Linked DNA regions of Zea mays: all the other regions are linked to region 4. Evidence: chromatin contacts called from public Hi-C data. All regions are on one chromosome and are shown on one strand. The core of a region is the stretch at or near the end of the contact, and the rest is flanking DNA. Distances in the headings are between cores, read along the strand shown. Region 1 holds the start of LOC103642493 (oxysterol-binding protein-related protein 4C-like). Region 2 holds the start of LOC100276101. Region 3 holds the start of LOC100193760 (Pyridoxamine 5'-phosphate oxidase family protein). Region 4 holds the start of LOC103642476 (TBC1 domain family member 5 homolog B).

What was found. A called contact is a pair of places that touch in the nucleus more often than the background predicts.
Region 1: a Hi-C map of bundle sheath shows a contact between it and region 4, with 3 times the contacts expected there. The contact joins the promoter of LOC103642493 here to the promoter of LOC103642476 in region 4. A contact is called at or near these places in 3 of 25 Hi-C or Micro-C datasets (bundle sheath, ear and endosperm).
Region 2: a Hi-C map of tassel shows a contact between it and region 4, with 2.0 times the contacts expected there. The contact joins the promoter of LOC100276101 here to the promoter of LOC103642476 in region 4. A contact is called at or near these places in 2 of 25 Hi-C or Micro-C datasets (ear and tassel).
Region 3: a Hi-C map of tassel shows a contact between it and region 4, with 2.9 times the contacts expected there. The contact joins the promoter of LOC100193760 here to the promoter of LOC103642476 in region 4. A contact is called at or near these places in 3 of 25 Hi-C or Micro-C datasets (ear, leaf and tassel).

What each region holds. Positions count from the first base shown.
Region 1 is chr1:195,604,819-195,611,582 of Zm-B73-REFERENCE-NAM-5.0, forward strand. It overlaps LOC103642493 (oxysterol-binding protein-related protein 4C-like), which reads right to left and starts at 3,737. Exons shown (of 4, transcript NM_001329465.1): 1 at 3,552-3,737; 2 at 2,653-2,820; 3 at 1,791-2,543; 4 at 1,318-1,717. The coding sequence starts at 3,554. The coding sequence ends at 1,457.
Region 2 is chr1:194,979,535-194,985,660 of Zm-B73-REFERENCE-NAM-5.0, forward strand. LOC100276101 reads right to left here and starts at 3,126. Exons shown (of 5, transcript NM_001374096.1): 1 at 2,762-3,126; 2 at 2,051-2,672; 3 at 893-1,300. The coding sequence starts at 2,537.
Region 3 is chr1:195,682,957-195,689,587 of Zm-B73-REFERENCE-NAM-5.0, forward strand. LOC100193760 (Pyridoxamine 5'-phosphate oxidase family protein) reads left to right here and starts at 1,416. Exons shown (of 9, transcript NM_001138846.1): 1 at 1,416-1,714; 2 at 2,152-2,355; 3 at 2,448-2,550; 4 at 2,646-2,725; 5 at 2,798-2,875; 6 at 3,277-3,368; 7 at 3,547-3,661; 8 at 3,776-3,901; 9 at 4,002-4,325. The coding sequence starts at 1,532. The coding sequence ends at 4,109.
Region 4 is chr1:195,330,158-195,336,916 of Zm-B73-REFERENCE-NAM-5.0, forward strand. LOC103642476 (TBC1 domain family member 5 homolog B) reads right to left here and starts at 4,011. Exons shown (of 5, transcript XM_008665742.3): 1 at 3,097-4,011; 2 at 2,614-2,717; 3 at 1,772-1,948; 4 at 1-1,374. The coding sequence starts at 3,248.

The sequences.
Region 1 (6,764 bases), core at 2,487-4,986, 270 kb after region 4:
TTTGGAGGGCTAGGAACGATTGCTGTTTTGATGATAAAACTTTGTATGATCTGTCTAATGTGTTATTCATGTGTTGCTTTTGGTTGGACTCCTGGGCTATCCGGCAGAAAAGAAGGAAAAAGGATGGTGTAACAAGGAAGCAGGTTTATCAGAAGGACGTTAAGTGATGTTTTGTGTCGTGCTTTCGCCTAGAGACGAGTGGATCGTCGAATTTCTAGGAGTTAGGCCCCTGTCGCCTGCTTGTTGTGGTCCTTGGTCGTGGATTATTCTTTAGCCGGATGTCTCTTTTCTCTGTTGTTCTTCCGGATGGGTTCCTTTGCCTCCTCGGGAGTGTTGTTTTGTAATAAGTGCTATCTGGACACAACGTTGTGCTGTTGTTGTGCGTTAGGTTGGTTCTTTCTCTATCGAGTGTGCTCGTTATTGTTTAGGACGCCTAGCGTAGCCTTTATGTGTGACCGCTTGTTGGTTGACTTTTGCTACCTTTGCCTGTGGGTCTTGTAATAAACCTTTCTTGCCTATTTTCTAATGAAATATGGGGTTATGCCCCGTTGTCAAAAAAAACATCGTTAGGGTGTGCAACGAGCTTTGCGGCGGCCCTCTTGGTGGCCATATCCTTCTCCTTCCACATGGCCGCACACCATTGCCGGTGGAAATTCATAGCGGCCAACGAATATCCTGCTTTGGTTTCGCAGATGTTGCAGATTACCCTCAAGTTACGTTCATTTAACTAGTTATCATTTAAAACTAAAGTTCTTTATCGGTCTTAGGAACACCCAACTTCCCACAAAATGAAGACAGACAATTTTTTGCTAAGACTATGATTTCGGATCGAAGGCTGACGTTGCCTAATTAGTTTTGTGATTCTACCTCTATGGTTTCAGATCAAAGACTGGCGTTAAATATGAGATGAAATGATAATTTTGCCCTTGCAGATTTGCCCTCGTTTATATGATTCTTGCTGTCCAACGTTTGTTCCATGAAAAGAAAATGTTGTGCGTTGTTTCGTCGCTTTTTAGTGTGGACCGTGGATTCATACAGTATTGTTTTTGTTTCTCTTGGTCTGAGAGCCCACTTTGTTTCCTTCACTGAGTGCTCATTTGCCGCCGATCTGTCATTAGAAACCGTGGCTAACTATGCGAAAAAAATTTGGTGCAGCCCTACTGCAAACCATACTGTTTGCAGCCTCTTAAAAAAGAAAGATAGACCCCATCTATAGGTCCACCAGATAACGTTTTAGTTGTGTTATTACTGCTGCTGCGTGTGAGGTCTATTTTTATTTTTTGTGAGGAGCTGCAAACCAGACTGTTTGAGCAGGGCTGCACTAATTTTTTTTCTTACTATGCATGCATAACAGCATTCTCAAGGCGACGAAGCTAGAAGAAAGATGTATTCGACGTTCACGTTCGTTCGTCGTATGTTATCAGTGAACAAAGATCTGCTGCTAGTGGACTTGGAGTCACAAAGGAGAGGGGACGACAATAGGAGCCGGCGGCACGGAGTCCTCCAGCGGCCAGCACTCCCAGTCGCCGTGCTTGTTCTGCCACAGCGAGAAGTGGCTGGGAGTCCACACCTCCCCCCGCTCGTTCCTCTCCTTGGCGAGCCGCCTCGCCGTCTCCTCCACCCGCCGCTTCGCCTGCCTGGCCGCCTCCCAGTCCTTGTTCAGGATCGCGGCGCTGACCTCGGCCCAGACCACGGCGGACTCCGAGGCGGACACGCCCTGTGATGTAGCACGATCAGCATGCACCGTTTGTTCACCATCAATAACTTACTGGTGTCCTGTCGTCTCCTACCTTTCTGTCTTGCACGACGGGCGTGGCCAGGTCAGCGATGGTTTGCCGTGCGTCGTAGAGCACGGAGACCTCGCCGGTGGCGACGTCCCTGAGCGAGACCTGGCGGTCCCAGAACCCGTCCACCTCGCACAGCGTGTCGTCGGGCGCGGCGGAGCGGAAGACCCTGCCCCTGACGCAGCGCGCGTCGCCGCCGCCGAGGCCGAGGAAGGAGCGGCGGCTGCGGCGGTAGCTGAGCGTGGCCTCGAGCCCGGACTCGGCGCAGGAGACGCGGACGTCGCCGGCCCACTCGCAGCCCGGCGACGGCAGCAGGCGGATCACGAGGCCCGGGCACCCGACGGCGTACGTCTCGGCGTGGCGCGGCAGCCGCAGCTCCCGCGCGCCCCGCACCGCGGCCTCCACGCTGGCGCCGTGGAACCGCGGCGCGGGGCTCTGGCACCACACCAGCTCCACCTCCCCACGCGCGTGCGTCGCGTGCAGCGCCGTCACGGGCGGCCGGTGCGAGACCTGCTCCAGGAGCACGTTGAGGCCGGCGGACGTGGAGACGTGGTGCGTCTCCCCGAGCACCGGGTTGTAGGGCGCGAAGCCGAAGATGGGGGGCCGCGTGGTGGAGATGCTCCACGCCACCACGGCGCACATGCGCTGCAGGCTGTCGGCGCCGCGCGCGCACCGCGCCAGCATGTCCTCGCCGCCGCAGTACACGGCCTCGCCGTACAGCTGCAGCTGCGACTTGGGCAGGTTGAACGTCGCCGGCAGCTGTGTCGTTCCAGATGGTTGAGTTGAGCCACACAAGAGTCAGCGTAAGCTGGTGGTGGGCAGTGGGCAGTGGCGCTCGCACGCACGCAACGCAACGCAACGCAGGTACCTGGAAGTGGGAGAGGTCGGAGCCCGGGCGGACGTTGCGGAACAGGCTGAGCACCCGCTGGCCGAGGTTGGCCGGGCGGAGCTCCCCCGCGAGCCCGCCGGCCCCCAGCGACAGCGGCGGCGTCAGCACGGCCGCGCGCGCCGCCTCCGCCTCGCCCTCTGACTCCGTCTGCGTCACATCAGGTGATCAGGATCAGATACGACAGTCAACAGCGTTTGTTATTTTGTTTTTCCGAACGAGATTGGAATGCAGGCGCTCCGCCGATCGAGACGCTGGCACTGGCCAAGTGGAGGCGGGCGTCAGATTTGGCAGCGCGTGCGTGCGCGCCAAAGGTTTTCCCTCTACTATAATTAATGAACGAAGAAACAAATCTCGGACCTCCCGAGGCCGGGCGACGACCGACGAAAGGCGGAGGGGAAACGGCTACGCGACGGGGACGGGGACCGCCCGCCTGCCCCAGATAAGAAATGTTGGAAACTCCTTTTGTGTGTGCTGCAACGTGTATGTACAAGTACAAGTATACGGGTGGTAGGTAGGTAGCCTCCTTTTCCGAGAGTGTGTATACGCGGACCATACGTATGCAGTACTTTGTCTGTGGAGCGTGTGGCCATGGCGACGGCGACGGAAAGGTGCCGCCGCCGAGAGCCAACGGAGCACACGCACACGCATACGCCGGTTCTTGTGTAAACGGAACCTCTTTCCTTTTCTCCTAAGAAATGTTAAAAGCGAAGCGAAGCTAGCGATCCCGAGGCCACACGCGAGTCGCAAGGTGACGTCCGGGAATCTCATTTACTCCGACCAACGACGGCGCATGGACCGCCGCGGGTCACGGTGGCCGGCAGTGCGGACGACAAGGCAAGGCAAGGCAAGCAGGCGGGCGGGGGAACGCGCGTACGTACCATGTGGGCGGGCGGGCACGCCGGCGGAGAGGGAGGAATGATGGAGCGAGCGAGCGACCACGAGCTACCGGCGGACGACGGCCAGGGCCAGCCAGCCAACCCCTCCTCTCTTCTCTCCTCTGGTTTGCTTTCTTTGGCAGCTCCGCCGTTGTTGGTGTTGCTGTTGGTGTTTGGTGGTGTTGGCCCGAGGCTAAGCTAGCGCGTCGTCAATCTATTTATAGCCGCCACGCCCACGGCACACGCATGCGCCAACCCGGCCTGCCTGCCAGTGCCTGCCAGCGGCGCGACGACGTCACCTCCTCCGCTCCCGTGTGGGCGTCAGGGCCGAATTTTTTGCATTTTGATCCTTCATCGGAAAAAAATTCACGTTTGGACCCTAGAAAATTTTAATGTTATTTTTTAACCCTTTACTCGGCGCCGTAGCCTGTGGCGCCGAGGTAACACAGCTCAGCGCCATAGGCTATGGCGCCGAGGTACGTGCTGCGTTGGCACAAACGGACGTCGTGGCGCCGACGTGGTGCCGAGCTTGGCGCCATAGATCTTGGCGCCGAGCTCCGTTTTATACAGAAAACTTATCTAGCTCAGTTGGTAAAATACAAGGCTTTTAACCTTGTGGTCATGGGTTCGAGCCTCACGGTGCGTGTTTTTAATACTTTTTGTCTTTGTCATTTATTTCTTTTTTTGTTGTTCATATTTTTGGTTTATGTCGCTAATTTGTCCGTCCTGATTTATTTCTCATCCAGTTTTATTTTTGTGACTGATTTGTTTATTCGTCCAGATTTTTTTATCCCGCGAGCACAGCAGCTGTGTGCCACAGTGCTCACAAGCCATCAACTTCTCCCCTTGTTTGCTCAGCTAACCACAATAAAAATCAAATGAGAACACTCTTACTTCAATCGTGATCAAATAAAAATATTATATTTTCATTTAGTTCTTTTGAACATAAATTTTAAATACATAACAACATATTTCCAGTAAAAAGAAGCACACATATTCATCTTTTTTTCTTCTGCACTAAATAAAAATCTAGACGAATAAACAATCCAGTCACAAAAATAAAACTGGATGAGAAATAAATCAGGACGGACAAATTAGCGACATAAACCAAAAATATGAACAACAAAAAAAAGAAATAAATGACAAAGACAAAAAATATTAAAACGCCCACTATGAGGCTCGAACCCACAACCACAAGGTTAAGAGCCTTATGATTTACCAACCGAGCTAGACAAGTTTTCTATACAGAATGGAGCTTGGCGCAAAGATCTATGGCGCCGAGCTCGGTACCACGTCGGCGCCACGACGTCCGTTTGTGCCAACGCAGCACGTACCTCGGCGCCATAGCCTATGGCGCCGAGCTGTATTACCTCGGCGCCACAGGCTACGGCGCCGAGTAAAGGGTCCAAAAATAACATTAAAATTTTTTAGGGTCTAAACGTGAATTTTTTTTCGATGAAGGACTAAAATGCAAAAAATTCGGGCGTCAGGGCAGGCCGAGGCCTTGTGAAACCGTGTCGTCGTCTCCAGCCCGAAAGCGCGCCACTCCACCGGCGGGCGGCGGCCCCAGATATGCTTGGACTCCTGCACGCATGCTCGCCGGCAGGGCCGCGTCTTCCCAGTAGAATTCGATTTCTGCTGCTTCACGGTTTTCCCAATGGGAAGTGATTTCATTGGATTCCTAACGGCGAGTAGAGTATGAAGCTGATAACAATTGATTGTTTGTTGATTCTATTGACACTTCCAACCGGGAGGCACGGATGCACGAATTTTTTTTAGGGGTGACTGAACTGATAGAGCGATCTAATCTCACTAAATCATTTATAATAGATAGATATACCAGTTTAAAATAGTCTTTTATTAAAATGTTGATGAAGTATAAAAATCATAAAATACATAATAAGGAAATAAAGGACGGACTTTATCCATACCAAAAGACCGAATCAGGAATAGACACAAATTGAAGGTCGAACCGTAACCGTTATTCATCCGAGAAAGCAACCTACACAGCTAGACATAATCGACCAGTCAAATATTCATGGACCTTCAAATTAATAATTATTCTCTAGCCGCATAGTCGGAGACGTGCCGACACTGTGGGCCCATGGCAGGCCACAGGGCGTAGGCCACATGTGTGTGACGGCGTAGGAGAGAGTGTGTGTAGGGATGGCGACACCGACACGGCGTGCGTGGAAGAGAGAGAGAGTGGCATGAAGAAGGCCATGAAGAGAGCACTATGCGGGGAACTAGGGAATTGAGGGTATGGTTTGTTGTTGGGCTTATGTTTTTGATAGTAGGATGTACAATTAGTGGACTAATATTTTTTATATAAGTATTTTATATAATATATTATATATGTTTAAATTTTTAGGAGGCTCCATGGACTCGGGAGAGATAGGGGTTCGAGCCCCATCCGCCCCACCGCTGTCACTGTCCTTGGCAGAATGTCTACCTGCATCGTGGAATGTGGTTCACAACTTCGATGTACATACAATGTCAGACTCATGTAAATAGAAATGCCTTAAATATGAGTCCCTCTGTTGGTCATATTCTGTACTTTATAGAAATTTATCGGTGTTTCGACCCGAGGGTCCTAACCATCTAATAAATTTGCGCTGCATGACCTTGTTCCAGATGATTGATGCAAGAAGACATACAAGATTTAACCTGCTTCGAGCAAGAGAAGGTTCTACATCCAGCGGGGGAGGGAGGCTAGTATTATCTTGCACCTAAGTGCTTGTAGTAGGGGATACAAGCAAGTCGAGAGATGGAGCGAGTCCCAAGTCTCTAAGTATAATTGAGGCGAGTGCCAATATCATAAGTGAGGTGGGTCGTGAACCGTGAAGTCCCCCCATAGAAGGCCCCGGGCTTCTCGTTTTATTGCAAGGAGGAGGCTCAGGAGAACAAGGGTTGTTATGTTGTTGTTGTGGTCATATGAGATGTGTCTGTGCCCTATAGTGGTATGGTCAGTGGGATGGCCCTCGTCCTTGTTGTCGCTTTTGGTCAGGAGAATGATGTCTGATCCATATAGCATGTTCTCTTAACTGGGTAGAGTGCCGATGCTGGGCTTGGGAGCATGTGGCATGTGTTCGAGCCCTAGCATGTACAATGGTGCGGAAGTGCCGAGTCGGAGTGGTTCGAAACATACCTGGCATGGTCTTCTGCGAGGTTTGTGGGAGATCATGTACCATTTAATGTGCGTTCTCCCTTGCTGGG
Region 2 (6,126 bases), core at 1,876-4,375, 350 kb before region 4:
TTGAGTTGTAGACTACTTGACCTTAATCGTATGAGTAATGAAACAAGCAGCTGTTAGTACCAAACGTACATACTCAAGTTACCATCTTCCTAAAAGAGATCGAATAATGGTACAAAACAAACCACTGCTAATGTTTCCCCACTGCTACATAAACATGAAACAGAAAAGAACCCAATACATCACTGGTCAGTGCTCACTGCTCATTAATATTGCCAATGTACAGCAGATTGAATTGGATTGTACCACGTGAAATATGTAGAGACTACAGACCACACAGTAACTAAACCTATTTATTGTAGTACTAGGCTAGTACAGGACATAAATTATGAATAACCAAGGGTTTAATCTGCATTACACTGAACGCGTCCAAAAGAAAATGCCCCTCGTGTACTGGCAATATCAGGACAGCTATTTTCCCTCAGTGTCATGATTGTACAGGATTCAAAATCAATTTTTACACCATTATCAAACAGGTTGAACTTCTGGAACCATTTTTTCATGTAGAAAAAAAAACAGGATTAGCTTAAGTGCAAAGAAAACAGGGACCATCGACATACCTAACAAACAATAAGCATTTGAGAGTTACAATCCATGATATCTCGTAATGAAATAATCCAAGACTAAGAGAAACAGTTCTAGTACAATTAATTGGAAAGCATTAGGCATTTGTTAAACGCCTGAACCACACCTGCTGTCATTTTGATTTCGAGAGCACAGTTCACATCTTAGTTTGAATTGAAGTTAATAACATGACAACATGAGTCTATAGAACCATAACCAACACTAAAGTTCAGTGGATATTCTAGATTCCACAGCCCACTGGAACACATTTTGATGGTATAGGCTACATTTATGATAAAAAAAGTCAGCAACATAACCCAAATAATCTTACCTTGAAAAGTGGGGACCTGAAGCAACTTTGACAACAAGCTGCGAGACCGTGCATATATCTCAACCCGGGTACCATGCTCAAATGGCTCATTTTCAATGAATCTCTGCAACAGGACCTGGAATTGTTGGAATGCTTGAGCAGCACAGCTGTAGGTTGTAGGATTATCAGGTTGTGCTGCAACAATAAGACTCAGGTGCACATAGGTGCAATGCAGAGCCTCCCAGCTTAATGAAACATGAGCAACATATGCAGTCTCAAGTGTCTGATGTGGATCATCTGCACTTTGCTGTTGTTGAAGTTGTTCACAATCTTCTGGGAGCTCATCCTTTCTTTTGAATGAGAGGCTGCGTAGAGTAGACGCCAATTTTGATGCTGATCTTGGAGACTTTTTTGGCGTGTTCAGTGACTCTACAGAGGTTTTTCCGAACCATCAGAATAGCTAAAGTATGCAGATGGGGTTATTTAAATATTTGAAAAATCATTGGCAGTCTAGCAAACAGCAGCAAAATGACAATGTCAAATCCATTAAGCAATAGTAAAGACAAAAGAAAAATTACGCTGCTAGAGCGGATACTAAATCCTGAATCCTGAAAGCAGTAAATAAAATATGCTGAAGAGAAACATAATATTTCACACCAAATACCACCTGAATCCAACACTGGTACATAGGTGCCCGACCTGACTACCCGAGTCACAAAAAAAAAATCTAGGACTCCAATATCTGAGTACTGCTAAGCACAAGATGACAACAGTGGTTGATTGTGTTTTTCTTGCCCATGCTAAGGTGTCTGATGCTACGGCTTCATTCTAAAAGAGGAAATGTTTGAGAAAGAATACAAGTGAAAATTGTGGGCATACCAAATTACGCATGCAACTACCATGGACCACTTGTTTCATCATTAAGCCTCTTTACAGTAGGGACCATATAAAATGCTAGCAAGTCGCCATGTTGACTATAATCTATAACAGTAGAATAGCAACAACTGGGCCTTGATAACTAAGAAGTATCCAAGACAAACATGCTAAATTATAGCATCAGACTAGGTACATGCATAATCACACGGCATCACATTACAACCAACTGCATGTGAGAAGCTACAACCAAGCATATAGGAGAACATCCATGATCCATAGTCAGCTGCATGATACATCTTTTACCTGGATCCTTCATGAGCTGCGCGATCATCTTATGAAACACCAGCATCCTCTCGCAGTACTTATCATACAGTGAATCAAACCCACACAGCGGGAAGCCATCGCCAACGCCCGTCTCCAGCCACTCCCTGGGGCTGCCCCCTTCCTCCTCCCCGCTGTCATCCTCGACCTCGGCACACTCCTCCTCAGGGATGAGCACCATGAAGCTGTTCTTCCTGAGCTCCTTGAGCCTCCGCTTCACCTCATTGGTGATGAAATCATCGTCGTCCTCATAGTCCTCCTCCTCCTCTTCTTCAACCACCCCATTGCCCGCGCCTGTACCCTCTGCCGCCGCCTCGGCATTGGTCCTCTCCCCAATGCCCGGCTTCAGCTCCTCCAGGCCCCGGGGGGTCAAACCCCCGGCGCTGTCGTCGTCGGATTCAACTGCCTCTCCCCCACCCCCGGCGCTCTTCTTCCCCTTCGCGAGCTTCTTAATCTTGAAGAAATCCATTAGCACGGTGTTGCCCGAGGCTATGGTAACCCCGAAGGCTCAAACAGACCCTCCCAAAAAGATCCCTCCTTTTTTCTTTTCCTTTTCGCCGATCCTTGATCCCAAAGTTGGCCGAGCAGCTTTGGTTTCCTTTTCCTGCAAACAGCACAGGAATCAGGGAGCGGACGGATAAAAGAAACCCTAAGAAATCGCGGGCTCGCGCCCGTGCTCGGCGGCCGAAATACCTCGAGAGAAGCGGTTACCCAGACGCCTGCAGCGGCTCGAATGCACGAGACCAGCCCAAGATCCGCCGAATCTGAGCCCAAGTCCCTCCGCCCTGGGGAAACCGGTTCACGGCTGCGACGGCGAGGCGGCGGCGGCGACCAGCATCTCCCCTGGATCGTGAGGTTCCCGGAGTGGTCGGCGCTGCGCAGCGCTGCTGGTTTCGTCGTCGCCTGGGACAGGGGGGGGGTCTAAAGACTGGTCAGAGCCGGAGGCGGAGTCGGCTCCTGGGGGCTCGCCGACTCTGGTCCGTTCGCCTCGTCGGTGTTTAAGCGGGCTCGAGGGTTTAAGCGGGGGAGCGACCGCCGCTTTGGGCTGTGGACTGTGGTTAGCGGTGGTGACTGTGGTTAGCGGGTGGTCACTCAGGTATAGAATAGAAGCACGAAGGGCACGAGTTGTGAGGGAAGGGGGGAGTGTGGAGTGCATCGGAGACCGCGTACGACGCGTGTCTCCGTCGCTGGTGTCCCTGCAGTGGGACCCGCTGCATCTGCATGGGTGGCTCTGGGCCGCATCGGAGGTGACGAGGCCCAGATAGACAAACAGAAGGGGCTAATGGAGGCCCGGTAAGCATCGGAGGAAATGAAACCAATATCTCGGTAGTACGAGCCATTGGCAAATGGCAACCAAACTTTCCGACACCGGCCCAGCGACATGTGTGTATTTCGACTAGAAAGTCTGCGTGCAGGGCGGTCGACAAACGTGTTTTATATCCACTATCTTTGGATTGTCATAACAAACATTTTTTCGTTTAAATTGGTGGATTCGAAATACATACATACCGGTACGAGTGATCAAAACATTACAGCTCCTCATATGAAATCATTAAGTTTCCATGCGTTCGCCAAGAATACACAAAGAAAAAATATACTGTATTTTTTTTGAAAGGTGGATGCACAATAATAAGGGGTTAGCTGTAGGTTAGCTGTATATAGCACTGCGTGAATAAGTTGCATGTGGCATGGGCAGTCCGTGACTCCGTGGCATATCTGCCATAGTACAATCTCCCACATCGGCAGCGTTAGAGCGTTAGATTAGGTCTAGTTCCGTTTGTTTCAACTTTTTTCTGATTCTATGGACTCTTAAACGTCTAATTTTTTACCTGTTTTATAGGATCGTTTTGAAAAAAAAACTATTTAAAATCAATGTAAGCACACAATCGATCGAAATGTCACGATAAAATCTATCACTTCTAAGATTCTAAATCGTACGGACCCTTCATACGTACGTACTTAGATCTGCTATACAGCCAAATTATTCTTACGACTAGATTCTCAGAAAGGCTAGTAAAAAAACTAAAACAAGCATGCCCTAGATTAGATTAGATGAGGGTGGTTTAGAGAGATTTGGAGTACATGATATGCATAGCAGGTCCGGCATAGGTTCCCGTTAAATTTAGACCCAAAAAAAAACTGCATTCCAAACTGTTCTTTAAATGCTAGTCAAAACGGGTAGTTGCCGCAGCATTTGTTTCAAAAGAGAGAGAGTACAAGTCTCTGTATAGTCCTCCACGTTTTTGACCTCAGTTATGGTCTCTCTCACATGTCTTAAAACCACGCTTTTGACCACAATTATCAAAGCTTCACTTCATATCCCCATTTCATGTCGCATCTATATTAGATGGTGTTTGGTTCGCATATTTGTAAAATGATGGATAACTGATAATGTTAAATTATATTTATTTAAGTTTAATTGTAATCAAATACCGCACTAGAAAGTATTGGTATATTTAAACTTATTACCGTTGGCACTTAAGCGTGGATTATTACCATAACTATTTACGTTACGTTTTATGAACCAAACGACTCCTTGATGCTTTCTAGATAGATTAAAGCGGTTTTGGTCTAAGGCAAAGTCCAATGGTATTGTTAGGTCTTGTTGCAACCTTTATAGCTAATAGGTACATGCTAAAATTAGCTGTAAAAGTCCAAACGCAGCTAGTTAAGACTATTCTCAAAGTATCATACTTCAATATCAAAAAATATCATATAGGATGAAAAGTATGATACAACTACATGATACACCCTCCACAATGTATAATATCATACATATATGTTTTAATTATTTAATTGATGTGATGGTTGATGGTGTGTCTATGAAAATAGACTCAAGCATTATTTTTATGTCATAACCTAAGATAGCATGTGAAACATTATCTTACTTAACATACAACTTCTCTCTACTATTAAATATCTTGCCACATCAGCAAAAAAAATCATATGTGGTGTCACATTAATGTGTATGATATTGTCCATTGCGAATAGCATAATACCCCAAACTAAATTTTATCTAACTCATAGCTAATTATTAGTTTATTATCTGACTAACTATTAGCTCTAGGATTTCAAAAAAGGCCTTAGTTATAATAACTTCAACTCTCAATACGACCATCGACGCTTGGAAAGATCATACTAACGAATGTTGTCATAAATGCTTCACTGAACGTATAACTAATGTTGGCCAATACTCTACATCACATAAGATCTATCTCAACTCTAGCTAAGATGTAGAGTCACGATGATCTATGTATTATAGGACTTGATCTCACGATCCCTCAATGAGCCCAGCCACATTTGCCCCATGGGCAAAACCATTGACCCTAGGATCTCTCCGGCCTTTAGGGCGTCCCATGCTTATGGAAATCTTCTAGTCCCTTAGGACCTTTGAGGCTTCACGATCTCTAAGGACCTCGTGACTCAGAGTCTTGATCAATCATATATAATCGGTCTTGCCCTAACAGGACAACTCCGAAAGGTACGACCCTAATATCATCTTCGACTCTACTATAGACGACCTCGCAATAGAGTCTTGATAAGGCTATCGTCCATCACAATATTTGTGATGGGTGATATTGTGGTCAATTATACACATTATTGTTATGATATAACCAACAGGCATACTCGAGGACCACTATATTTAATATGTGCCATAGTTCATGTAGCTACGCTTGAACATGCCAGTGTACCAACAAGCATTATGACATCCTCAACACTATGGCACGATCTAGGCATCTAGTGTGTACGACTCTACGATCTATCAAGATAGAAGTTGTTGGCTCTCTCCTCTTTCAACTATAAAAGGGGTGGATATTGAAAGTCGCCTAGAGGGGGGGTGAATAGGCAAATCTGAAATTTATAAACTTTAAGCATAACTACAAGCCGGATTAGCGTTAGAAATAAAGCCGAGTCCAAAAGAGAGGGCAAAAACAAATCACAAGCAAATAAAGCGGATGACACGGTGATTTGTTTTACCGAGGTTCGGTTCTTGCAAACCTACTCCCTGAGTTGGTCACAAAGACTGGGTCTCTTTCAACCCTTTCCCTCTCTCAAAC
Region 3 (6,631 bases), core at 166-2,665, 350 kb after region 4:
GTTCTAGATCAACTGAGTTAGATGTTTGCATGATTGCATCATTGCATGGTACTTGGGATTAGGCTATCAGCTGTGTAGGTTACTTATATCCTTATATACTATTATATTATTATATATTACTATTTGTAGTTTAGTTAGCAAGATTCTTTATTCTATATCATAATCTTCTGGACTCATATTCCTCTATGTATTTAACTATCATATCCTTTTTTCTCTCTTATACCACATGATTGTCTATTGTACTATAAAATCATGGCACGTTACCAAGAGGATTTTGCTATACAGGTTACTGATAGCACAAAGTTTTGGTTGCGCTGTAGGCAGCGGTGGGGCTCCAGGCCCTCTATCACTCCCGAGTCCATATACTCCTACTGACTGGAGCTTTTCTAAATTTCAAAAGTACAAATATAATGTAGAAGGGATATTATATATTGTAGTGGTTTAGTTGAGCCTTCTATAAAAAGTTTTTTTTTGCTCCGTCCCTGGTTGTATATATTGTTACGTAGCGCTCAAAAACATCTATATCTAAGGGTGCATTTGGTTGGAGTCAATTAGAATGTATCAGTTTCATTCTAGTTTTTGATAATGTAGCCGTTCTATTCTCCGTTTGACAAGTAGAACAGACTCACTCTATTTTTTGTTTGATTGAAGAATAAAATAGAGCGGAGCCGCTCCGTTCTTTGTTTGGTTGGAGAGTCATATGAGTATAGAGAGAAGAGAAAGGAGAGCGCTCGCGTCCGAGAAAGCGCCCGCATCCAACCATTTTGGTGGAGCGGGAGCATTCCAACTATTTATGGTAAATTTACATATGGAGACTACAGGAGCCGCACCACTTCTCTTTTGTTGGAAACTAAATATTTTAAAAAAAAATTGAATGGAGCCGCTTCATTCTCATTGACTCCTCAACCAAACGCACCCGCGCTCTATATTTGATGCCTTAAAACAGGGTCTAAAGTTTTCGGTAATTTTTTTATGTTTTAAGGACTAATTTGGTAACTCTATTTTCTCAATAGATTCCTATTTTCTTGAAAAAATAAACTAAATATTTTGGAAAATAAAAAACAATTAGAAAAATAGGGTTACTAAACTAGCTCTAAGAGTTAGCCTTTTTAAAACTATTAGATAGTTACGGTTTATATTATATTTTTTTATTTTTACAATATAAATCAATTCAGTATAAGCTGTGCTCTCGCTGGCCGTAGGGAGGTAAGAACTTGATGTTTTTACCTTTTCCGCACGTGAAAATCTGTAGAGGAAGAATGTTATAAAAAGAAGAGCAGGGTCCCACCCATCTAATCCAACGCACGAAGATGAGACACGTCAGTACGTCACCCTTTCTGCCCCGACACGCCCTCCAAAAATCCGCAAGCCAGAACCCAACCCCCCTTTCCCCGTCCAACGTCCTCTAGCCGCCTCGCCGAACTCTCTCTCACACACACACAGTCTCTCTGCTCCACGCTCGCCGCTTTTCCGCTCCACCCCTCCTCTCTTTCTCCCTCCCTCTCTTTCTCTCTCCTGCCCCAACCAACCAATGGAGGCTCTCGCGGGCGCCGCATCCTCCTCCGTTCTCCCCGCGCGCCACCCGCCCTCCCGCGTGGCCGCGCAGTCCCTCGCGCTCCGCCCTAGCCGCTGCGGTCCCCTCCGCGCGGTTAGCGCCGGCGGTGTCAGTGGCAAGGACGACGCCCACGCCGCCAACGGGTCTCCCGTCCTCAAGGTAATAGCTTCTGTTAGGATATATAGCCTCCCTCAAGGCCCAGCCAGTGGTTTCCCGGGCCGTCGCGTTTGATGCGAGAGTAATGGAGCGGCGGCCTGTATTGGACGAATCTGGGTGCGATTAGGCTGTTCTGTTTGATTCTAGACTTGATGCGACTATGCGAGGCATGGCGCGAGCTGGATGGCTGGATATAATGGTGTGGTTGCAGGCGCAACTGGTTTAGGAGGGTTTATGAGATGGCTAAAGTTTTGTTATATGCCAGTCAATTGGGAAGTACGGGATATCTTTTGGTGTAGCACTTCCGTTATCTACAGAAGCTATTTAACTATTATCTTCCTGTTTTATTGCTAAAAGAACAGTATATGCAGCAGTTTATTCAACTTCATTTACCTTTTGGTTCTCCGTGGGTTCATTATACTAAATGTATCTTTCAGCAGCTGAATAGCGATTCCAGTCTAAATGGAGTCCTACCGATTGCAGCTGACAAGTCACAGAAGGCTTCATCAACTAACGTTAGTACTGACTCTAGTGGATCTAGAGCTGGCCTGTTTAGAACACCCATATCAGGTGGTGTGCAGAGTGCAACTTTCGCCCACGGTCTACCTCCGCCGGCTTTGGCTGTTCGCAATTTGATGGAACAGGTAGCTCCTGCTATCTACCGTCTCAAGGCTTCCTGCCTGTGAAGCAAAATCTCGTATTTCTCTTATCTGCCTGACTTATGCTTGTGTACCAGGCGCGGTTTGCCCACCTGTGCTCTGTCATGTCTGGCATGCACCACCGCCGTACTGGATATCCGTTTGGTTCACTTGTCGACTTTGCTAACGATTCAATGGGCCGTGAGTTAGCTCCTTATTGGTACCGGTTTTGGAAAATGATGCTAAACTCTGTTAGGCCACCCTTTCCAACTGTCGCTGTTGATGTCTTTTTGCAGACCCAATTTTTTCGCTGTCACCCTTGGCAATCCATACGAGGAACTTACTCGCTGACCCAAGATGCACGCTTGTTGTCCAGGTACGAAGTTTCTTAATATTTTCTTCTGGAGTTATGGGACATACGTTTCATTCTTGGTAGTATTCTTCACAGGTGCCTGGATGGAGTGGACTGTCGAACGCGCGAGTCACCATATTTGGTGATGTTTACCCTTTGCCAGCTGAACAACAGGTTTCTTTTTGACTGCCTTTCGTTGTTAGATACTTCAATCAGTTAGGTAGTTAGTGTTCCGTTGATTACTGGCATTTCTTGTCATATGATAGTCACTTCTGGCTTCTGAATGCTACTGTGAAACAACTGTTGTTTGGTAGTCTTTTCTGTACCGAGATTTTTTCAACATAAAATTCCCCTATTAGGTAACTCCTGTTTGAGCTACTAGTATTTGTTCTTGGTAAGACTTCATCGTGGATGTAAAGGGACTAGTATTTTCGTCATGCTCTTGAGACATGATTTGAATTCGGAATGTATGATGCATCTTCAGAACTGTTAATGTGAAGCGTTGAGTCATGTTTTGTTCTTCCATTATTGGTTTTAGAACTTTGGTGAACGAACTGATTGTTCATGTTCATTAGGAATGGGCACATAAGCAATATGTAGCAAAACATCAGCAGTGGGCATCACAGCAGTGGGGAAACTTTTACTATTACAGGATGCACAACATAAGGTCTGGACTTCTGATTGGTTATGTCCCTTCATCATCCTGTGTTTTGCTATCCGTTTATCATTTGAGTTCAGCTCTGTGGTTTAAAATACGTGCTTCCCTGATCATCAAGAGCAGGATTATGCTTGTCACTAGCCTTGTGGGAATTAGGATCTTTGACAAACTATCTCACTAATTACAGTGACATATACTTCATCGGGGGCTTCGGAACTGTCGCATGGATAGATGTTAAGGAGTATGAAACGATTCAACCTGACAAGATAGCAGTTGATGGTGGTGACTTGCAAAGTTTAAAGGTAACCGGCCATACCAGATCACTGATATACCTAGTTTACATGGTGTAATGGTCGCAACAGGTTAGCTGGGTCATTTGATTTCTACAGTGGAAGATTCTGATGCATTTCATGCAGGAGTTGAACGCTATTTTCTCTAAACCACTTCGGGAGGTCCTATCATCAGAAGGGGAGGTTGATGATGCTGCGCTTATATCAGTAGATAGCAAAGGGATAGATATACGGGTTCGACAGGGTGCACAGGTAAAATATATGCTTAACTGCTTACGACCAACCACAGGGCTATTGATTCTCGACAAATGACATTTAATTTTCTCTAAGTTCTTGCATTTGTTCTGTGCAGTTCAATATTCAGAGGCTAGCATTTGATGTCCCTCATAAGGTTGAGACTCTGGAGGAAGCCAAGAAAGCACTCCACAAGATAATCAAAGACAAGCAGCAAATAAAGTGAAGTTGCAGGAGCTGGCTCTACCCATTTTTCTGGTGGTGTAAGGTTTCATTGCAACCGGACCAAGGATTACGTAATGGTAGCAGGTAGCATGATACAAGTGAAAACGATGGCTGTTTTTTTAAATAATGAGAGTCTCGCTCTCCAGCTGTGGTGAAGATTGTATATATGCTCGTGTTGCCTTATTAATAATTATTATTGTGCGGTTGCTTCTTGAGGAAATCGGACCTTCTTGTTCTCTATTTCCGGCTTCTGGCTGGCTACCTGGGTACCAGCATCTTTTTTTAAAGATAATTTCCCTGATTGGATCTCGAGATTAAACTTTAGTCATTTTAGGAGTTAAAGTCTAAACAATAAGAGATAAAAGTGACTAAAATGGTATGTTTGATGCAAGTGCTAAAGATATAGAAAGCCATCTTAAACTTAAAGCATCTATGACTTTAGTTGGTTTTAGTGATTAATGACAGCGTAAGAATATCGTGACTAACGTGTGTTTTGCAGATTTTATGGTAAGTTAGGTCACAAATGCAAGAAATTGCGCTCCAACAGGTGAAAACAATCCATCATATTAAATTTGAAGCGATGGTTGAAAAAAGCGAATCAAAAGATGAAGGTCTTTATATTCTAAGTGTCTAAGGAGTTGTAAGACACTTGATATAGAGTTATGACTTTTATTTTTATTTTAGACGTACTATAAAGAGGACTTTTGGATGAGTAGTTTGACTAAAAGATATCTATTGTAGGGTCGTTGCATGCTCACACCCAAAACTAGTACTAGGTGTAACTCTATGTCTCACACAAAATTAGAGTTGAAAAAGGTTTAGAAAAATCCTAAGTAGAAAAGAGTGTGGCTACTCTGGGGGACTGTCTGGTGCCCTGACCAGCCAGTCTAGATAACCCAGAGACCTACCAGAGAGCCCGTAAAAATTCGAGAGAGGCACTAGACTGTACAGTGTGTATCGAACAGTCATTGTGCAGAGTACAATGCTCTTTTATGCAACGGCTAGTTGTCAGAACTTGCCGTTGAAAGCCCACTTGTGGCGTACCGGACTGTCCGATGCGACCACGCCAGAACATACAGAAACGACTAGTTTGGGGTGATTGGGCTATTTATACCCTCCACTAACCATATAGCCATATTCATTGTCTTGTTGTCCCAACCAACAAACATTCACTGCTAGAGCATTGCAAGTTCATAAAGCCTAGTGAGACAATTAACAAAGTCATAATCTCACGTTAGAATTTTATTAGTGCACATGAGAGCCACCTAGAGCATACACCATATGTATTAGGTTTCTCTTGGCCAAGTGAAAGTCTATGGCTTATTAATCTTGGTGATCGGCATGACCTAACGTCTAGATGACGATTGGAGCTCGGTGATCACCCCGAATGATTTGTTGGTGACCCGACTCGGTGATTGTACGCGTCCGTGAGGGATCCACTGCACCAGAGAGGCAAATGATTATCTGTAAACCTTGAATCTAGCTCCTAAAACCCTAGTCAGCTGAGAAATAATAAAGAATCCATTTCAATTATGTATCCTATTAAAAGAGGCATATTTCCTTTAAATAAATGTTTTTTAAGACTATATAAAAAGACCCTTATATGAGTAATGTATTTATAAATGCTTCCTTGAAGTGTCTAAATTAACATATGTTATATATTAGAAATTACTTTCATAATAATAATAATAATAATAAATACAATTTGGAATATACCTCTAATTTGACTAAAACCCAAATTAACATTCTAATGAAATAAATGAGGTGTGTGTATTTCATGTTGAAAACATCGTCTAAATAAAATAATACTAGTAATTAAGGTAACTAAATAAATTGGTTAATATAAATTATACCTGCACCATGTTGGATTTTTGTATGTGCATATTTGAATTGAGGTATGAATTTTGAAACTCTGGTTCGAATTCAAATTTAGAATTTGGAAATTTAAATAGAAATAAAAACAAAAAAAGACCTCTACCACTCTTGGGCCCACCCCCCCTCTCGGCCCAGATCACCCCAGAACCGCAGCCCACCTCCACCGTGCGGCAGAAAAACACGCTGACGCGCGGGGCCCACCCACTAGTGTCCCGTCCTCGTCTACATCTCGTGCTCCTGTTGGCTAGTCTCTTGCATGTGGGGCTCGCGTACTGGGTCATCGTCTTCTCCGAAGTCTGCGGCACTCCCTCCTCTGTGCCGGTGGCACTGTGGCAGATTCGCCGAGAACCGCGGACCCGGGCTCGGTTGTTCCCAGCTAACTCAGGGTATATAATCGACCCCCGCCCACTCCTTGCCTCCTCGTTGTGCCAATGTCCAGATCTCCGAGCACCATGTCGCCATGTGCAGCGAAGTGATGGTCGCCGCGGCAGACCCAATGGAGGTTGGCGTTCGGGTCGGAATGTTGGTCGGGTAACTTCACAGTGTCGCAAGGATGATGTGCGCGCCCTCACCTGGTGGAATCAGTGGCTGGGGCAAGCGAATTTCCTCGCCGTCGTTGATACTCCGCCACGGAGGCACTTCACCGTG
Region 4 (6,759 bases), core at 2,761-5,260:
CTATAAGTGGATTGAACTTCGCCACACTTGGTGGTGGACTTACTGTTAAATTCTCACTAGCCGCCTTTAGCTTTAGCTGTGAAGACCTTTCAGAACTCAAAATAGTCTCCTTGTGAATCGACACGATAGGAAATTTATCTTGCTCAAATTTTCCAATAACTTCATTGGATTGTACTACTTTATCTGAATAAGAGTTTAGAAGACACCGTCTCACTGAATTCCTCGCGTCATTATTCACACTGACTACCTTAACTGGAGAAGGATCTGACTCTGTCCTAGATAAACCAAGCCTCTGACTCAAAGATTGCTTTAATGATCTCTTATAAGAAAGACCCTTATTATCACTCTCCTTAAGAGCAGTTCCGTCATTATGCAGGTTTCTCCACTGCTCTTCCCAGTAACTCTCAGCTAATGGATGCAACGGAGTCCTTGGAGGAGTTGAAGTAGCAAGATTACTATAAACTCTATCATAATCACAGCTATCCTTCTTTGATAAAAGAGATGGGGATAATGTATTCGCATCAATAGCAGTAGACTGTAGAGATTTAGCTTTCTCAATTAACTTATGCACATCAACGTTGTTTGGAAAATTCAATAACCTCTGAAGACATAACGTATTGATTTCAGTGGCTAGTAGAGATGATCTAAGGTGAAGAATCATAGAGACCGCCATGGCTGCGATGAATGCCCCTCTAGATGAGCACAATATCTTAAAGTTGCATTCTTCATTTTCTCTAAGTAGCATATCATTGGAGCAAGCAAAAACTTCATCCCATACAACTAAAAGATCGTCGAGGCAGAACTCTCGTCCAAACAAGACTCGCAGCCAACGAAGAGCGAAATACTGCGGTTCTACATCCAGCTCAATGAAATGGCTATGAAGAGATGGCTCAACAATGGAAAGCAAATGAAATAAAGATGCTGAGGCTTCAATGACAGGTGCTAGACTTGAGCTAGATCCAACCTTGGATGTAGAGAAAAACTCTGCCATGCAGACCACTCCACTACCTCCGTCCATCAAACCATCAAACATTGAATAAGCATCATGTTCCATGAACCTTTCAGACAATACAATGCCTAGTTCACCCTCGGCTCCATATGCATCACTAAGTGAAATTATTTCCTTCGTATCCAGGTCAAGCTCATCAAGAGTGTTAACTCTGGAAGCGCTTTCAGAATCATCGCCATTGTCAGCCCTGGAATGCCAGTTTGAGTCCTTTCTAGGTTTATAACTGAAAAGCATATCTGTATCTGGGAAAGCCACTCCATCAAAATCATCATTGAAGCAATCCTCATGGAGCTTCCTTACTTGAGATAGTTTATCAATGTCAACTTGAAGAACATACACTAGAGGAGCTAGTAGTTCGTGCATTCCTGTGAAAGTAGTCCATAAATCAGTACATATTTGGCAATAAAATAAAAAATTGCAGAAAGCTACGGATAATCATGTGGATAAACTAATTAATCAAACTTTAATACCAACAAAAGTAGTCATTCAGTGGCATTTATCACAGCTTTATAGATTTAGAATCATATAGTAAAATCAAGTGATTATTCCCTTATAAGAGAATCTTAGTGCCTATTAATATATCCTAAGAATCCAATCTAAAAATATAGTTTTAGTTTATTAAATTACAAGCGCTACCAATTTATCTCTAATGAAATGCAAACAAAAGGTTTCAACCCCATGGACATTTCTCAGAGACAGCAAAGCCAATTAGATATGCAGCAAAGGCTTATTGACACTCATGTATTTAAAAGAGTTGCTTACCTTGGCGATATCCACACTCTGGGTGCTGAAGGCACCACATCAACAGTATTCTCCTGAGCATGGCCTGGCAACTAGGCGTTTGAAAGTAACTACCATCTTCTGGATATAATCGAGACAGGTCTTGGTCAACTGTCTTCTCCAACTCAGCCCCTCTAAAGAAGCGGCCCCAGCTGCTATCTGCACAAGGAATTTAAATAGAAATGTAAGGTCTTGAAAGTTTTAGCAGGAAGCACTGGAGCAGAGCATGCAACATTCTTCCATTTCACCATCATAAAGCTGCCATCGTAATGCCATTTAGAAACAGAACAACACAAGAATTATTATCTAGTTGTAATGGGAAAATCCAGCCTCTAAATTCCTGATAGCATACTGCAATCAAAATTATAGAGTTCACTATCAATTAGTGTCCCACGCTTGAGCTCCAGCGTATTTAAGAAAATAAAATTTTACCATATTTGTTCTTGTTGGTTATCTAGAGTTATGGGTTCCTTTCTACCGGTGTAGTTATGCTACTAACAAGCATAAAGTCAGTATGCCAAAGTGTAAATAGGCCAGATAAACACCTTTCTACTTTAATATATAGATTTCTTACTCATTGTGCACTGTGCACAACATACCTAAAACCTGATCCAGGAGAAACCTCGTTGTTTGGAGAAAAAAAGGAATCTACGATGACGATGCAAAATAAACATAGTAGTTCCCACTAACATTAATAATTAAGTCTTGCCAAAGGTAAACGGGTAGCAAACAAAATAAACATCTACATTCAGAAGATATATCATCAAAATTTCATGCTTATCATTCTGGTCATGAAATCATGTCTAGGTCTAGCACAAAAATACCTGGGTTCTGAGAGAGCGGGTTGTCAACAACAAGGTTGGATGATCTGTCCTCCTCCTTTGGAAGATGCGGGTCTACCATAAGGCGGCGCCTCAAACTAACATACCTACAAGAAACCAGAAACACCTAGATCAGTTGAAAGAACCCTTGGCCCAATCATATAAAGATGACAAGTTGACAACTTCAGCAACCAGCCGTTCAGCGGCAATTTGTCCCATCGAAATTCATAGCCACGTGAACAATAAAATAACCTTTAACCAGATATGCAAATTTCCAACGAGTTGTTTCTTGATACCGTGATACGATCGGAAGCATTAACTCTTAATTATTGCGATGTTTCCTTGGCAAAAGACAATTTTTTTTTCTCTCTCTCTCTCTCGTCATAATCATGAGAGGACGAGAACAAGAGCCGAACACACAAACAAGAGAAGAGATTCCTGCCGACAAGAACCGCACCAAACAGCAAGTGGGCAAATCAGCCTCACCTCCTCCGCGAATCCGCGGCGGCGCGGCGGAGCTCGTCGACGGAGGCCCCGGGCGACGCCGGCAGGATGCCGAGATCGATCCGCCACCGGACGCTGCGCAGGTTCGCGAACCGCCGCCGCCGCCACCGCCGCTGCCTGTCCTCCTCCGCCATGCGGGCCCTCTCCCCCGATTCAGCCGCAGGCGGATTTGACTGCCTCCCCCCCGAACCAACAGCCCCCGCCCGCAGGTGGGGAGAGCCAAGAGCGGAGCGCCTTTCCACGAGGCCGGGCAGGGCAGGGCAGACGCTACAAATAGCCGCGCGTGTATAGGATCTTTGGGCGGAGTAAAGATCGGGAGATTCTGGAGGATGATTTCGGTGGAGGAGGGGGAGAGGTTGAAGGAGGTGATTTTTTTCTTTTTCTTTCCTGTGCCCTCTCCTCGCGCGAGAATGGCGTGGTGCCCTGTCCCTGCCTGCCTCGTCGGGGGAGGGGGTGGATGACTTGGCTCCTGGTAGGCAGGGAGTGGGGTGGATGACTTGGCTTATCGTGGGTGGACTGGACGAGCAAGCCGAACAGGGAGGAAGGGGAAGGCCAGGAATGGAGTCTCCTCTATCCTATTCCTATTATTATTTCTTGCTCGGTTTTTTTCCCGTTTATTTTAGAAGAAAAAAATATATGGGATCTAGAAGAAGGTCATGGATTTTGTTCTCTACTGGCTGGAAAGGAGAGAGTGGTTAGGGATGGGAGATGGCGATGACTAGTGAGTGATTGGCTAGGTGGCTTGGCCTTTTGGCATTATCTTTGCGCTGAGGTGGGGTGTTTCAGAGAAACATGTAGCATATGCTAATGCGTTTTTTTTTGGGTCCATGGCATTATTTCTCCATATTGTTATTTCATATATGCTTGTGTGTGGGTTGGGTTGGGGGGTTGGGTTGTGAAGGGAAGGGAATAGACGTGAATGGATGGGAGGTTGGTATGCAGGATGACGTGCTCCTGTTGCTGTGTGGTCTATTTTGGCGGAGGAGGATGGGACATTAAATTTGTCTGGTCCACAATGTTTTACCTAAAGTTTAGTAGAGCTGGTGATGCAGGCAAAAAGGATATATATATAATTTTTTTTTGGTTCGTGTGAGCGTGACTTCTATGTTTATGTCTGTTAAGGAGTGTGCGAATATGGGCTGAATTCAAGGCATCTACGCATCAAATCTTCTATGTTTTTGCAGTTGATGACGAAAATGAGTAGTAAATAAGATGGAGCGAAGAAATCTGGCGTACTGCAGCCGGCGTCTCTCCGAAGCTATTCAGCAGCATGTGTACTTGTCCGGTACGTTTCGACGACGTCAATTTCCTCTCGCTTTCGTCTCCAGCTGGATGCAGCAAGCGACGCTCCCTCCCTTCCGTGTGCCATGCCTTTTGTGTGTGGCCTGGTAAACGGCGACGCCGACGCCGACGTGCTTTAGCCGCCAAGTTGAACTGCGTGCGTGCGTATTTTCGTGCTGGATTATTGGTTCTTCGTAATCATCGGATGCCGATATAACGCAAGAGAGGGAGGCAGGATTGCAGAGCAGAGCTGTCGGTGTCTGAATTTAACTTGGACGTTTCTTTCACCGGAGTATATGTACGTACGTTGAGTATCTGAATGGTAAACGAGTATGTATACATCATCTGAAAATGTCATGTTTTTTATGATTATATATATATATATATATATATATATATATATATATATAAGAGACACAATTATTACTATTACTATTATTATTATTATTATTATTATTATTATTATTAGAACATTAATATGTCTTTATGATAAAAAAATATTAGTAGATGTCTATATATATATACACGAAGTGACGGTGTGCTAGGGAGACAAGAAAGATGCATCCACAACCTCATCTGTTTACATGCTTATCTGTCCATCCCTTCATCCGACTCAGCATGCCGGCTACAGCTGGTGCTGACTGTACGTGTACCCCATTCCTGCTGGTTTGACAGTTTGACTGGAGCATGAGCTCTGGTCCACAATGTCAGTGGCACTCAATCTGGGGCACCTAGCGGTTCATTCGTACTTGCAAGAAAGGAAATTTGTCACTGCTAGCTGCAATGCAAGGCTGCATGCCTGCAACTCCTTTTTTTCAGATGGCTATCACTCCACTGAATAAATGGATGTACTCTTCTGTTGTACCTACAGCTACAGGGGCTACAAACACATCTCAATTCTCAAAGAATATTCTAAATCTAACTATGAATATAAAAGTACTATTATTTACAATTCTAAGTAAGTCTATTATAAAAACCGGTTTTTTAATCATGATACTTATTTGTGTCGATGACAAGTCTGACATCACGAGTCTACAAGTGGATGAAAGGGTGGAGCTTGTTGCTGAGAAAAAAATTGGATCGAGTTTGAAGCAAGGCGTGCATAAATAAAAGTTTAAAACTTAGGCTTTCTAGATGTTTTTTTCATTGCATCGCTCTTGTCTTGTGCCTATAACATTGTTATTTTAGTATTTCTTGATGTGGAGGCTTGGAGCCTTGCATTTGCAACTGTTTGGTTGTATGTATCTTTTTATCTAAAAGAAAAAAAGCTTGGTCTAGTATGTCGACCACAAAGCAGGGGTATTAGACGACCTAATGACTAAACCAAATTCGCTACTGGTGGTATTAGGTGTGGAATGATTTCTTTCGGAACACTTCAATTATAATAACAGGTGACTGGCAATGTGGTACTAGCTAGCAGTAGTACTACTACTGGTCATGTGCCCGTCACTACCATTTTCTGGTGCAATCATTTTTTTGTGGCGCTGCTTCCAGTAGCTAGCCAGTCAGTCGATCGTGCAACAGACATGCTCGCTCCGTTACAAAAAAATAAGCTACCACTAGAGTATTTTATGTACGTAGATTATTTTTATTTTTCTTAAATCCGACTAAACTTATAGAAAATGCAAGAAACATTTATGCCTCCAAATAAGTTTTACTATAATAAAAACTAAATTTCAAATGTCCGTATAGCTCGAATATTCACTATCCATGCCTGCCAGGCTCACAAATTAAACCCCGCATAGCTCGAATTGTTCGTAACCACACATGCCTTTTCCATAGTTAACATTCCCTTCATATCTTATTTTTTATGGACACTAAAACTATTTGTTTTTTTTTTGGGGCAAAAAAAATGCCCATGCAGCACGACAGGAGCCGGGCCGGACCAAGCCAAGCCTAGCGAAGCGGCTGCCAAAGACGTCAATGGGCGGGCGGCGGGCGGCAGGCGGCCACCGGCCCACCGCATCCGGACAGTGCCGGTCGGTGAGCCTCCGCCTTTGCTCGTGTTGCAAGCCAATCGCAGCCTCACAGGGCAGCACCGCACCCACCGGCATGCCAATCGCCAAATTATGCCGCCGATAATAATTAGCTCCAAACCAAGCGCGGCTTCCTGTCCCCAAGTTTTGTCAGCGACCGGGACGGTGTACCTACGCTACGCTTGCGCTGATTTGGGTTTGCCCGGCCATAAGTGAGTATTATAATCAAAACTAGTCGGTTGCTCGTGCGTTGCGACGGCTTACAACAATACCCACGTAAACTATTCATAAAAAAATTTAAGATTTTTATTGACTGTCTCTGCTATCTGTAAAATATATTTTTTGATTTGGCTAACTAATGTTACTGTTTACTCCATACAAATATATC